Linked DNA regions of Danio rerio: region 2 is linked to region 1. A link is a contact called in public HiCAR-type data. All regions are on one chromosome and are shown on one strand. The core of a region is the stretch at or near the end of the contact, and the rest is flanking DNA. Distances in the headings are between cores, read along the strand shown.

What was found. HiCAR-type assays count read pairs that join an accessible place to other places.
Region 2: a HiCAR-type map of caudal fin shows a contact between it and region 1, with 5 times the contacts expected there. The contact joins the promoter of LOC141385664 here to the promoter of cdkn2a/b in region 1. A contact is called at or near these places in 3 of 18 Hi-C or Micro-C datasets (caudal fin, hematopoietic stem cells and an unstated tissue) and 1 of 4 datasets of contacts at active chromatin or transcription factors (caudal fin).

The regions. Positions count from the first base shown.
Region 1 is chr1:27,776,099-27,781,585 of GRCz12tu, reverse strand. cdkn2a/b (cyclin-dependent kinase inhibitor 2A/B (p15, inhibits CDK4)) reads left to right here and starts at 2,672. Exons shown (of 2, transcript XM_002660468.7): 1 at 2,672-3,059; 2 at 4,718-5,487. The coding sequence starts at 2,934. The coding sequence ends at 4,969. All of the region lies in intron 3 of LOC137490010, which reads right to left.
Region 2 is chr1:27,967,560-27,973,046 of GRCz12tu, reverse strand. It overlaps LOC141385664, which reads left to right and starts at 2,623. Exons shown (of 9, transcript XM_073951623.1): 1 at 2,623-2,925; 2 at 3,824-3,950; 3 at 4,053-4,296; 4 at 4,403-4,676; 5 at 4,781-4,958; 6 at 5,081-5,157; 7 at 5,259-5,439. The coding sequence starts at 2,647. The region is part of intron 3 of LOC137490010; the gene reads right to left.

The sequences.
Region 1 (5,487 bases), core at 1,423-3,922:
CTCATCTTAAGTTTGCATATCAACATAAACATTTTTTTTTTCATGATGCAGATGTACTGTCAGAAATGTTGACTATATTTGCTGAATAACATTCTCCAGCAGACGGGTAGTGCAGAAGTTGAGAGGGCTTTGCCTGAACACAATCTTCACCAGCTGTTAAGCAGTGCATGCATGTGACTCATCACTTTTGCTCTAATTCTCAGTAACATGGCCTTGTGCTACTTCTCAAATTCTCACAAACAGCCAATTGTTCCCATGCATGATGTTTGTTTGTGGGTGGGTTTGTGCGTGACAGAACAAGGGAGTATGTATAAGTTTAAGTATGTATAAGTATGTATAAATCAAAAAATTGTCATGTCAAAAATGCCTAAATGCACAAATATATTATTTTAGAACTTTTACAAATTAAATCTGAGTAAAATGTCATTAAATACAAGTAAAACAAAGGTTATGTTATTTGGGAAATTAAAAAGTAGTCATAATATAAATTTACATATTGACAATGAAAATATAAAAAGAGTATATGCAATTAAGTTTCTTGGTGTTGTATTGGAACATAAAATTAGCTGTAGCAATAGTGTATAAAGCAAAATTTATCCTGGACAATAAATCAATGTATATATTATATAACACACTTATGTAGCCATATATGAGTTATTGTGTTGAAATTTGGGGGAACACATATTATTCTAATTTACGATCCGTAAGTACAATGCAGAAAAAAAAGTAATCAGACTGATAGAAGGTGTGGGGTATTTGGAGCATACAAATATATTTTTTAAAATTAAAGATACTCAAGTTCAATGATTTGGTTAAATTTAAAACAGCACAATTTATGTTTAAAGCTAGGAATAAATTACATCCAAAATGCATACAAAAGTTTTTTGAATAAAGACAAGGGGGATATAACCTGAGAGAAGAACTAAATTTTATAGGAGGTTGAAAACAAGGACAACTTTAAAAAGTTTGTGTATGTCTGTCTGTGGTGTGAAATTATGGAACAGATCAGACTCTCAAACAATGTCAGCATGGTAATCAGTTTAAAAAGTTGTATAAATAAATATATATTATAAAAGGAATATAATGATGAAGGTGATTGAAAATGGTATGATGAAACTTTAATTAATGGCTATTTGCAGTACTATGTTTTTTTTTTGTTTTTTTTTTAGGTCTATGTTACAAAATGTAAAGGTACAAATGGATTTAAACATGTCAAAGATGCCAAAAGGATAAAATATGTCTCATGTAAAAAAAAGAGATGAGTGAAAGAAGAAATAGGTTTAAGTAATAGACGAATGAAGTATGTGGTAACGGGGTGGGAAAATAATAGGCTTGTGCTTCATCCCAGTCCATTTTCGAAAATGTTTTTTATTTTATTTTATTTTTTTATGATATTTTATGTATATTTTTGATCCAAAATAAATAAATCAAATCAAAACTTCTTTTTTCCCCCTTTTAATGTAGGAATTTCAACTGTGGTATTAAATATTAAAATGCTCATGCCTATTTACTGGAGTTGTGAAGTAAACTTTGTGCAGGATATCTTTTAGTTACATAGTTCAACTATTCTATTTCTACATGTTGTTTAATATCTATTCAACAAAACTAAGTAAAATAATTCATTTTTAATCGTTGCTTCTATGACATTTAAATTAAATTTTCTATTATTAACACTTAGCCAGTGGGGCTTTGCCAACTATTTTTTTTCTTTAATATTGTACTGCGTTGGTTTGTTATGATTATTTTATTTACTATTTCATATTTTAGTATCTATTTTGCATGCACATTAACCAATATTATTAACATGTTAACAACATCAAAACATGAATAAGTTAGAAAATTAAATACAAAAGCACACTGTTCTTCATTTTAAACAGGTGCATCTCAGAATGTGATTTTTACTTTATGTAAATGATCTACACAGCCACAGGACCCTTTATCTTTTTACTTATTTTCAACGTATTAGAGAGGCAACAAACTCACTGCTAAAATTAAAAACTATTTGCTACAATTGTTTAATACCTTGTTTCTGGATACAGGCTATAGTTTAGCTACAGTCGTGTGATGGGGAAATAGCATTACAAAACTGTAAGTCAGACGATGTTTGGGCAAAATTATGGCCATTCGCGTCCTTTCTATCGTGCAGAAAATAGATTTATGTTCATCTACAATCAAAAACAGAACAACCATTATGAAAAAAATATAAATATAGGCTACCACGAATGTATGTATATGCTTTTTTGTTATAATTTATGTGGATCAAAAATATAGTTTAACTTAAGCGCCCCACACAGCATAATGGCTAAATAATATACTTTAAAGTAGCCAAGTCAAACTTAATCTCTACAGGCCTAGCTAACATCGCGTCTTAATCAAAATCCATAAAATAACTTTACTCTTGAAAAACGAGAGATTTTTCCTGGTAACGTTAGCCTATTCCCGAAGAGTAACTTCTCCATGGCACAAAACCCAATTATGTTAGCATAATTAGCGTTGTGATATGCTTATGTACCCGAAAAAAAGAATAAAAAAACTTCTTGTGATCTAAAAGCAGGCTAATGCCAGTTACATTAGCCATAAAACATTAGCAGAACCTAATTTCTGTTTCTCTGCAGCCTCTCCTACTGTGTCGTAAACTCATGTCTTCCTGACTCAGCTGTTGTGCGCAGGCGCAGTATGACAGTACTGCACCACGGTTTTGCTGTGACGTTTATGACAGAGACAAGTCCGAACAAATATCTCGCTACGAAAAATTATTTTAAGACACAACACTTTGATAAACGAGTCAGTTTCGCTTATTTACGCATTATATTGGAACATGTTATTCATGGAGACCGATAAAAATAAATTACAGCGTTGAACTGATTGTTTTCGCAGTATCATCATCATTTGGTTTTACCTGTGAAGCGAATTAATTTCGAAAATCAATAAAGATGATGAACGTCGAGGATGAACTGACCACAGCAGCAGCCACCGGAAACATTTCCCATGTTCAGTTTTTACTTTCTAACGGAGTGAATGCCAATGTGGTTAACAAATTTAGAAGAACGCCTATACAGGTAGGTTTAGACGCGCTTTAAGAATAAACAACGGAAATAAACAAATGCAAATAAATAAATAAGATTAATTGCAGATATGTAACATTAAATTAGTAACATACAATTCAAAGACTTATTTTGTATTAAAGGTCATATTATTTAACAAATTTAGGCTATTTCATATTTTCACACCTGTTTGACTATATGGGATTTACTTTTCTTTTTTTTTTTTAAATATTAGGCTATTTGTGTATTTATTTTACTCATTTTAGCATGTTTAAGAACCTTTTAGGCTACTTAAACGGCCTGAAACATGTTTACCAATAGCGTGTTATCAACCTATATAATACTAACAACACTTTCTATCTTTTAGTAATGTCATTAATTTTAACATTATAATTTTAACTTATAGCTACATTCTTAGAAATTAGTCCGAAATAAGACAAGGAGTTTTGGATGTATTGTCAAAGTTCAAATTATTCAAAGAAAACTAAAATCTTATTGAAAACGAAAGTCCCAATGTACTATAACTGTGTATAAAAACCAAATGTTTACAATTATATATAAGAGATAGATAGATAGATTTATATACATAACAATAAATAAATAAGACATTTTATAGATCTTAATTTCAGATAAATTTTAAACTATTAAATCATATCTCTATGTGCGAGAAGAATGGCACACTACTTGCTAATTCACTCCCGAAAGCTTTGTTGGCATCGATGGTTTTAAGAAGAACCTTTTGCATCTATGGAGAAAATTTTTGAAAAATGTGCCTTTAAACTATTAAAATGTTTATTTCATTTTTTGACAATAAAAATACTTCTTTTGGAAGCTTTGTAATAGGTTTTCTGTGCGGAACCAGAAGGGCATCACTGCGAAAACCCTTTTCCTCTTATTGCCATGCTTGTTTTTACGAATGTACGTTTAATATTTTGACATTTGTACAGTTGGCCTATATTGACCAAAATAATCAGCCACCACTAGCACAGTCATAGACTAATGGAGTATATATTTTAGACCATACTTATTTTTGCTTGTTTTTATAATCGTGTAGGCCTATTATTATAATATTTGGTGTGAAAGTTTTCATCTAATTTTCACAATGTCCAATGGTTTTACGGTTCATGCTCTCGGTTACGGGACATCAAAAGCCGAAGAGGTAGCCTACAATAAAGTGCGTATAGATATCTTTTAGCACACTTTAAACAGATGGACAGCATACATCCAGAAATCGTAAAAGATTAGGCAATTGTAAAACTTCTGACGAGCATGAATTGCCTCAGAAAAATGTCAATTAAACGAAAGATGTTTAAGAAAATCACAAATGTGAACAAAGCATATTTATGGCATACATTTTATTTAAAATGATTATAGGAATCTTCATAATTAATCATATGAAAAATAAGAATTAGCTACAACACAATTTGTTGCATTTAATTGATTTACTGCCCGTGAATAATTTATTGATAGGCTAAAAGAGTAATGCATCATGCACAGCAATGTTCAGTGCCAGCATGTGCACTGCTTTCGTTCCTATTTAACCAAAAAGTATCTACTTTCCAGATTTCGAGTGATGGCAGTAAAATTATTGATTAAACAAACTTCTTTACAGTGACATCATGACGTTACTGGCGTTTATTTTTTCATGAGACAGCAATTTTCCCCCTCTCCAGGTGATGATGATGGGTAACGCACCTTTGGCTCTTGTGCTGCTGGAACAGGGAGCGGACCCTAATGTGCCTGACCCCGACACAGGGAGCACACCTCTGCACGACGCTGCCAGAACCGGATTCATTGACACCGTGCGGCTTTTAATCCGCTTCGGCGCCGACCCCAATACAAAAGATCACTGCGATTTACGACCAGTGGATGTGGCACAACAGACTGGCAACGTAGACGTGGTTGAATTACTCAATCGTGTTTAAAATGTTTAAAGACTGCATCACTGCATAGCCTAGGCTACTTTAGGTGGTAACCTTATTAATGCACTCAAGTACTTATAATTCTCAATAGCACATGGTCATTCATGTAGTTTGGAGATTCTAATCATTTAAAATTTTATTTCTGTATCTTTTAAGTTTATTTATTATTATTATTTATTATTAGCTAGTCAATGGGAACTTCAATAAAAGGCTACAGACACAAACCATCATACGCTCATGCTAGCCTATAGTTCGCATAATAAAAAGTGTAGACAGCATTATGTCCAAAGATAAATAAATAATTAAATAACATATCCACCTATTTGTTTTTAACCTGAAAAGCATGGCGACAAACATTGAATCAAATGGCTTGCAACGCAAGGACATCCAATATTTTTGGCGAGCTCTTTCTTTTTTCATTTCTTCCGGTTAAACATGCTTTTATTAAGTTTATAATATTGTACGACTAATAAAAATGAAACTTTCTATTTATACCAAGGCATAATTTAAATAATTTTGCT
Region 2 (5,487 bases), core at 1,374-3,873, 190 kb before region 1:
ATGTCAAATCCTCAGTGATGTGGACTCAGAGAAACTTGAAAGTGCTGACTCTCTCCACTGGTGTCCGACTGATGGTTATGGGGGTGTGTTCTCGCTTCTCTCTCCTGAAATCCACCACCAGCTAGCAGAATGCACAATGACATTAGTATGCTACATGCTAAAAGAGGACACAATTATTTAAATGCTGTTTTTTTTTTCCTTTATGTGTTTGTGTGTGCATGTGTCTGTGCATATGTAAGCGTATGGTGTGTATACGGGAGAATAATAGCATGTATGTGACAGCATGGAAAGTATGTGTGTGTGTGTGTGTGGAAAGCATGTGTGTGTGTGTGTGTGTGTGTGTGTGAGAGAGAGAAGTTAGTGTGAAGGATTGTATATGTGTGTGTGTGTGTGTGTGTGTGTGTGTGTGTGTGTGTGTGTGTGTGTGTGTGTGTGTGTGTGTGTGTGTGTGTGTGTGTGAAAGAGAGAGAGAGAGAGAGAGAGAGAGAGAAAAGGAAAGTGTGTCATGTTATGTGTATGAGAGATATAATGTGTAAGTGAGAAGTGTGTGAGTGCTAGTCTGCATGTAACAGGATGGTGTGTGTGAGAGGGAGAAAAAAGTATAATGCATGGTTGATAGAATGGTGTGTGTGAGGGATAGTGTGTGTGTGAAAGGATGGTGTATGTGTGAGAAAATGATAGATGATGAGTGAGAGATGATGGTGTGTGTGTGTGTATGTTGATGACAGTGATAGTGAATGTTTTAGGGTTACAAGAAATGTTCATAGGGTGGCATGATGGCTCAGTGGTTAGCACTGTCGCTTCACAGCAAGAAGGTCGCTTATTTGAGTCCCGGCTGAGTCAGTTGGCATTTCTGTGTGGAGTTTGCATGTTCGTGTGGGTTTCCTCCGGGTGCTCAGGTTTCCCCCTACAGTCCAAAGACATGCGCTATAGGTGAATTGGGTGAACAAAATTGGTTGTTGTAAATGAATGTGTGTGAATGAGAGACTGTGTGGGTGTTTGCCAGTTCTGGGACCATGACCCCAAGCATACTGCCAAATGATTTAAAAGTTGCTTTAAGGACAACAGAATGAATGTTTTGGAGTGGCCTTTACAAAGCCTTGAGCTCAATCCTATAGAAAACTTGTGGGCAGAGTTGAAAAATCTTGTGTGAGCAAGTCTAACTCATTCACACCAATTCTGTCAGGAGGAATGGGCCAAAATTCCTTCAAACTATTGTGAGAAGCATGTGGAAGGATACCCAGAACATTTGAGCAAAGTTATACAGTTTAAAAGCAAAGCTAAAAAAATACCAAGGAAATGTATATAATCTATAAATTAATAATAATAATAAGAAGAAAAAAGCTCTCATTATTCTGGCATTCAGCAAATGTAAATCATTTAGGTAATCCTAATGGACCTAAAATAGTAAACGTTTAGTATGATTTAACACCAGACATTTTTTTTAAAAATGGTTATGTTCCTTTTTTCAGAGTGCATGTAAAACTTCTGCTTTCAACTGTATTTATGTATGTATGTATGTATTCTATCTTCTTTATTTCAAGATTCACACAATTTGTTCTTTTTTTCAGAAAGTCTTTATAACATCTTTGTAGAGTTTTTCCTTTATTATTTGAGCAATAAGGATTATAAAAAAAAAAGGTGTATTCTCCCATTCGCTGCCCTCTAAGTTTTCCCAACTATGATCACTTCCACTGCTGAAAACCCCGGAAATGTGAAAAGGGTCTATGAGTGCATTCTAATAACAAGATGCAGCAATATTTACAACTCTCACTTCTCTTCAAGCTGGAGTGCTGTTCAATGCTTTCTTTCTTTCTTTCTTTCTTTCTTTTTTTCTTTCTTTCTTTCTTTCTTTCTTTCTTTCATGAATGCTTTTCTATTGTTTAGGTTTATTTCAAAGGTTAATATATGCCAAACATGTATTAAATTGTATATATGCTTAAAAATGAGCAGAGAAAGATGATATAGGGCAGACTGCAAAGCTCCTAAATCTGTCAACCAGCAAATAGCAACCCGTTTAGCATTTTTAGTCCTTGTCATTGAACATTTCATAAAATGATAAGCTCATGTGTTGGTGTTGCCATTAAGTGGATCCATTAGTTAGTGCTGTCAGTTTCAGGTTTGTGCACAAGACAGGTGTGCACAAGTATGTTTAGAAATTTTAGGCTTACTGTATGTTGCCGATGATTGAAATCTGTTGATAAAAGTCAAAGAAACAAAGACAAAATCAGATCAGCCTGACAGAAAGTTACAGTAACAAAATGAACATTTGCTTATAAATGTCCTGAAAAAATGAGAATGTTCTTATTAGTTGTTAAAAAAAGAAAACTGTAGGTAAAGAAACAAAACTGTTAAATATTTTAAAGGGCACCTATTGTAAAAAATCTTCTTTTCAAGCTGTTTGGACAGATCTGTGTGTTGGTATAGTGTATAGACCATCATACTGGGGTGATATGAACACACCCAGTCCTTTTTTTTCAATTTAACTACAAAAAAAAGGGTCGGCCAATTGGAGCTGTTTTCAAATCGATCGCACCATTACGTAGGTGTGCGATTCCCCCCGCCCACCGAATTGATTGACAGCTGCGCGTATTAACATATCCTGCGTTTGCCGTTTCCGCCATTATCAGCGTGAACGTCGAAGCGATGCCACCGAGAGAACACCCTTGTGCTATTTTAGGATGTAAGGCTCAGCACAAGAGCCTTCACCGTCTTCCTGCAAATGAGCAACAGAGGCTTAAGTGGCTGAGTTTTATCTTTGAAGACAAGGTGCCTGAAAATGTACCAAAACTGTTGTATGTTTGCGCTAACCACTTTAGCGTAGACTGCCTCGAGAACGCGGGACAATACAACTCCGGATTCGCGAGTAAATTGTTTTTGAAAACTGGATCAGTTCCTACAATACGTGATCCTGTCTCACTTCAAGTAAGTATTACATTTTATGTACTTCTAGCCTTAGTATTCTAATTATGTTAAGCCGATGAATAGCATCTGCGGCTAAAGTAGCTTCGGATGTTTGTTTGCACGTGTTTACCTCTTATTGTGCTTTTCAAAAACAGTCTAAATACTCGAAGCTGCATATGGTAGTGTGTACATGAAGGGGGTTTAGCCATTAGGAACAGAAACCGTAGAAAAATAGCAACATTGTAAAAAGCAGTACCACTGGCTACAGCTAAAGTTTGTTGTTGTTAAATGTTTGTTGTACTGTAATCGTAAGCCGAAATGAATAACATCTAAAAGTTAAAAGCCGCTAAAGTTGCTTCGGATGTTTGTTTGCACGTGTTCACTGCTATTATGCTTTTCTAAAACAATCTAAATAATCGAAGCTATAAGTGGTAGTGTGTACAAGAAGGGCTTTTAGCCATTAGAAACAGAAACCATAGAAAAATATAAACATTGTAATAAAGCAGTAACCAGTACTGGCTACAGCTAAAGTTTGTTGTTTATGTGGGATGTTTGTTGTAATGTGTATACTGTAATGTTAAGCAGAAATAAATAGCATCTGCGGCTAAAGCTACTTCGGATGTTTGCGCGTTTACAGCTATTGTGCTTTTCTAAAACAGTCTAAATACTCGAATCTTTAAGTGGTAATGTGTACATAAAGGGGTTTTAGCCATCAGAAACAGAAACCGTAGAAAAAATTAAACATTGTAATAAAGCATTACCACTGACTAAGTTACAGCTAAAGTTTGTTTTGTATGTGGGATGTTTATTGTAATTTTTTTCCACTGTACTTGCACGTGGTCTGCAGTTGTTTACAATAAGATCGGTATGTTTTAATCAAATAAAGGTCATTTTAAAACATGTATGTTTTCTTACAAAGGCCACGACGTCGACAAAGAGCAACAAGGTGGATGTAGCTTGCCAGACAGAACCTTTTCACACATCTTTACACAGTGTTGGCACCCAGTTGTCTTTTAGGACGCTTCAGGCTAAACGCAGGAGTACAAGTAAGTTAAAATTTCTCAGTTTATTTTAAGTTGCTGCATTAGAAACGTGTTTTATTATCTTTATAAACGTGCAATGAGATTAATCATAAAATTACACTATAGGTGTCCAGACAACAATATCCAGTTTTGAACTGACTGTGCCATCAGCGTCCTCTACTGCGTTTATGACTTCGACACCCCTCAAACCTTCACTAAAAAGACCTCGTCTGGAGCTGGAGGAGGAGGAGGAGGAAGAAGAAGAAGCCGAAGAGACTTTGACAGAGTCAAAAATTATAGCCCAAGACTCGGATGTGACATTTGACCCTGCAGAGGAATGCACATCTGCAACTGAACCAACAGACTTGTCGTGAGTTTATGCATTATGTAAATTATTTGACAGATTGTGTATTGTCATCATAACATTCATCATAATTTTTTTTTTATTATGTTAATGTGTATATTTATTTTTACAGAATCCAAGAATGCCCAGTTCATAACATTGCCAAGTTCATTGTCTATGAAACATGCCTCATGGAGCTCTTCAGTGACTGCCCAGTGTGTCAGAGGAGATGTGATGTAAAGTCACAAAGGCTTGGGACATTTCTGAGCGTACAGCAAGTCTGCCCACACTGCGAGTTTGTAAGAAAATGGAACAGTCAGCCAATTATTGGTAGTACTCCAGCTGGCAACCTGCATCTTTCTGCTGCAGTCTACTTGAGCGGTGCATCATTTTTTGTAGTTGAAAAGGTAATTATCTATCAAAATTTATCACATTTCTTTTAGAAACATAATATAAATTTTGTCACAGGGTGCATGCACATTGTACTAAAAATTCTCCTCTCTGTTGTCAGGTATTTGCTGCAATGAAACTACACATTTTTAAATATAATTCATTTCGCCGTCATGCAAGACTTTGCATTGAACCTGCTATTGTCCACAAGTGGAGAAATTGGCAGAGTGAAATGCTAGAACAGCTCAGTCGAAGAGAGAATGTGATTGTTGGAGGAGATATGAGGGCTGACTCCCCAGGTATTTAGTCAAAAGATTTAATTTCTAATTCAATACAGTCTAATAAAAAAAATAAATATGAAATACATTACAATTATTCCAAAAATGTGTTTAGAATAATTATGTACGGTTTGTTCTTGAAGGTCACTCGGCCAAGTATGGGAGTTATACAATGATGGACCTTGCAACTAACACAGTGGTCGACCTACAGTTAGTCCAGGTAATACAGAAAAGTATTATGTGAACTAGCATAATATTTTGGATTGAAAATGTGTGATTTATATATATATATATATTTTAACCTTATTTAAAATTTTATAGAGTAATGAGGTGGGTGGCAGTTACCATATGGAAAAAGAAGGCCTAAAGAGAAGCCTTGACCTGTTGGATGCCCGCGGTGTTCGTCTGGAATGCATCATCACAGACCGACATCCTCAAATACAGAAATACCTCAGGGATCGAAATGTCACTCAGTTTTACGATGTGTGGCATATCGAGAAAGGTATGTAATTTAGCAGTTATTAATTTACTTAAGATTAAATTGCTATTT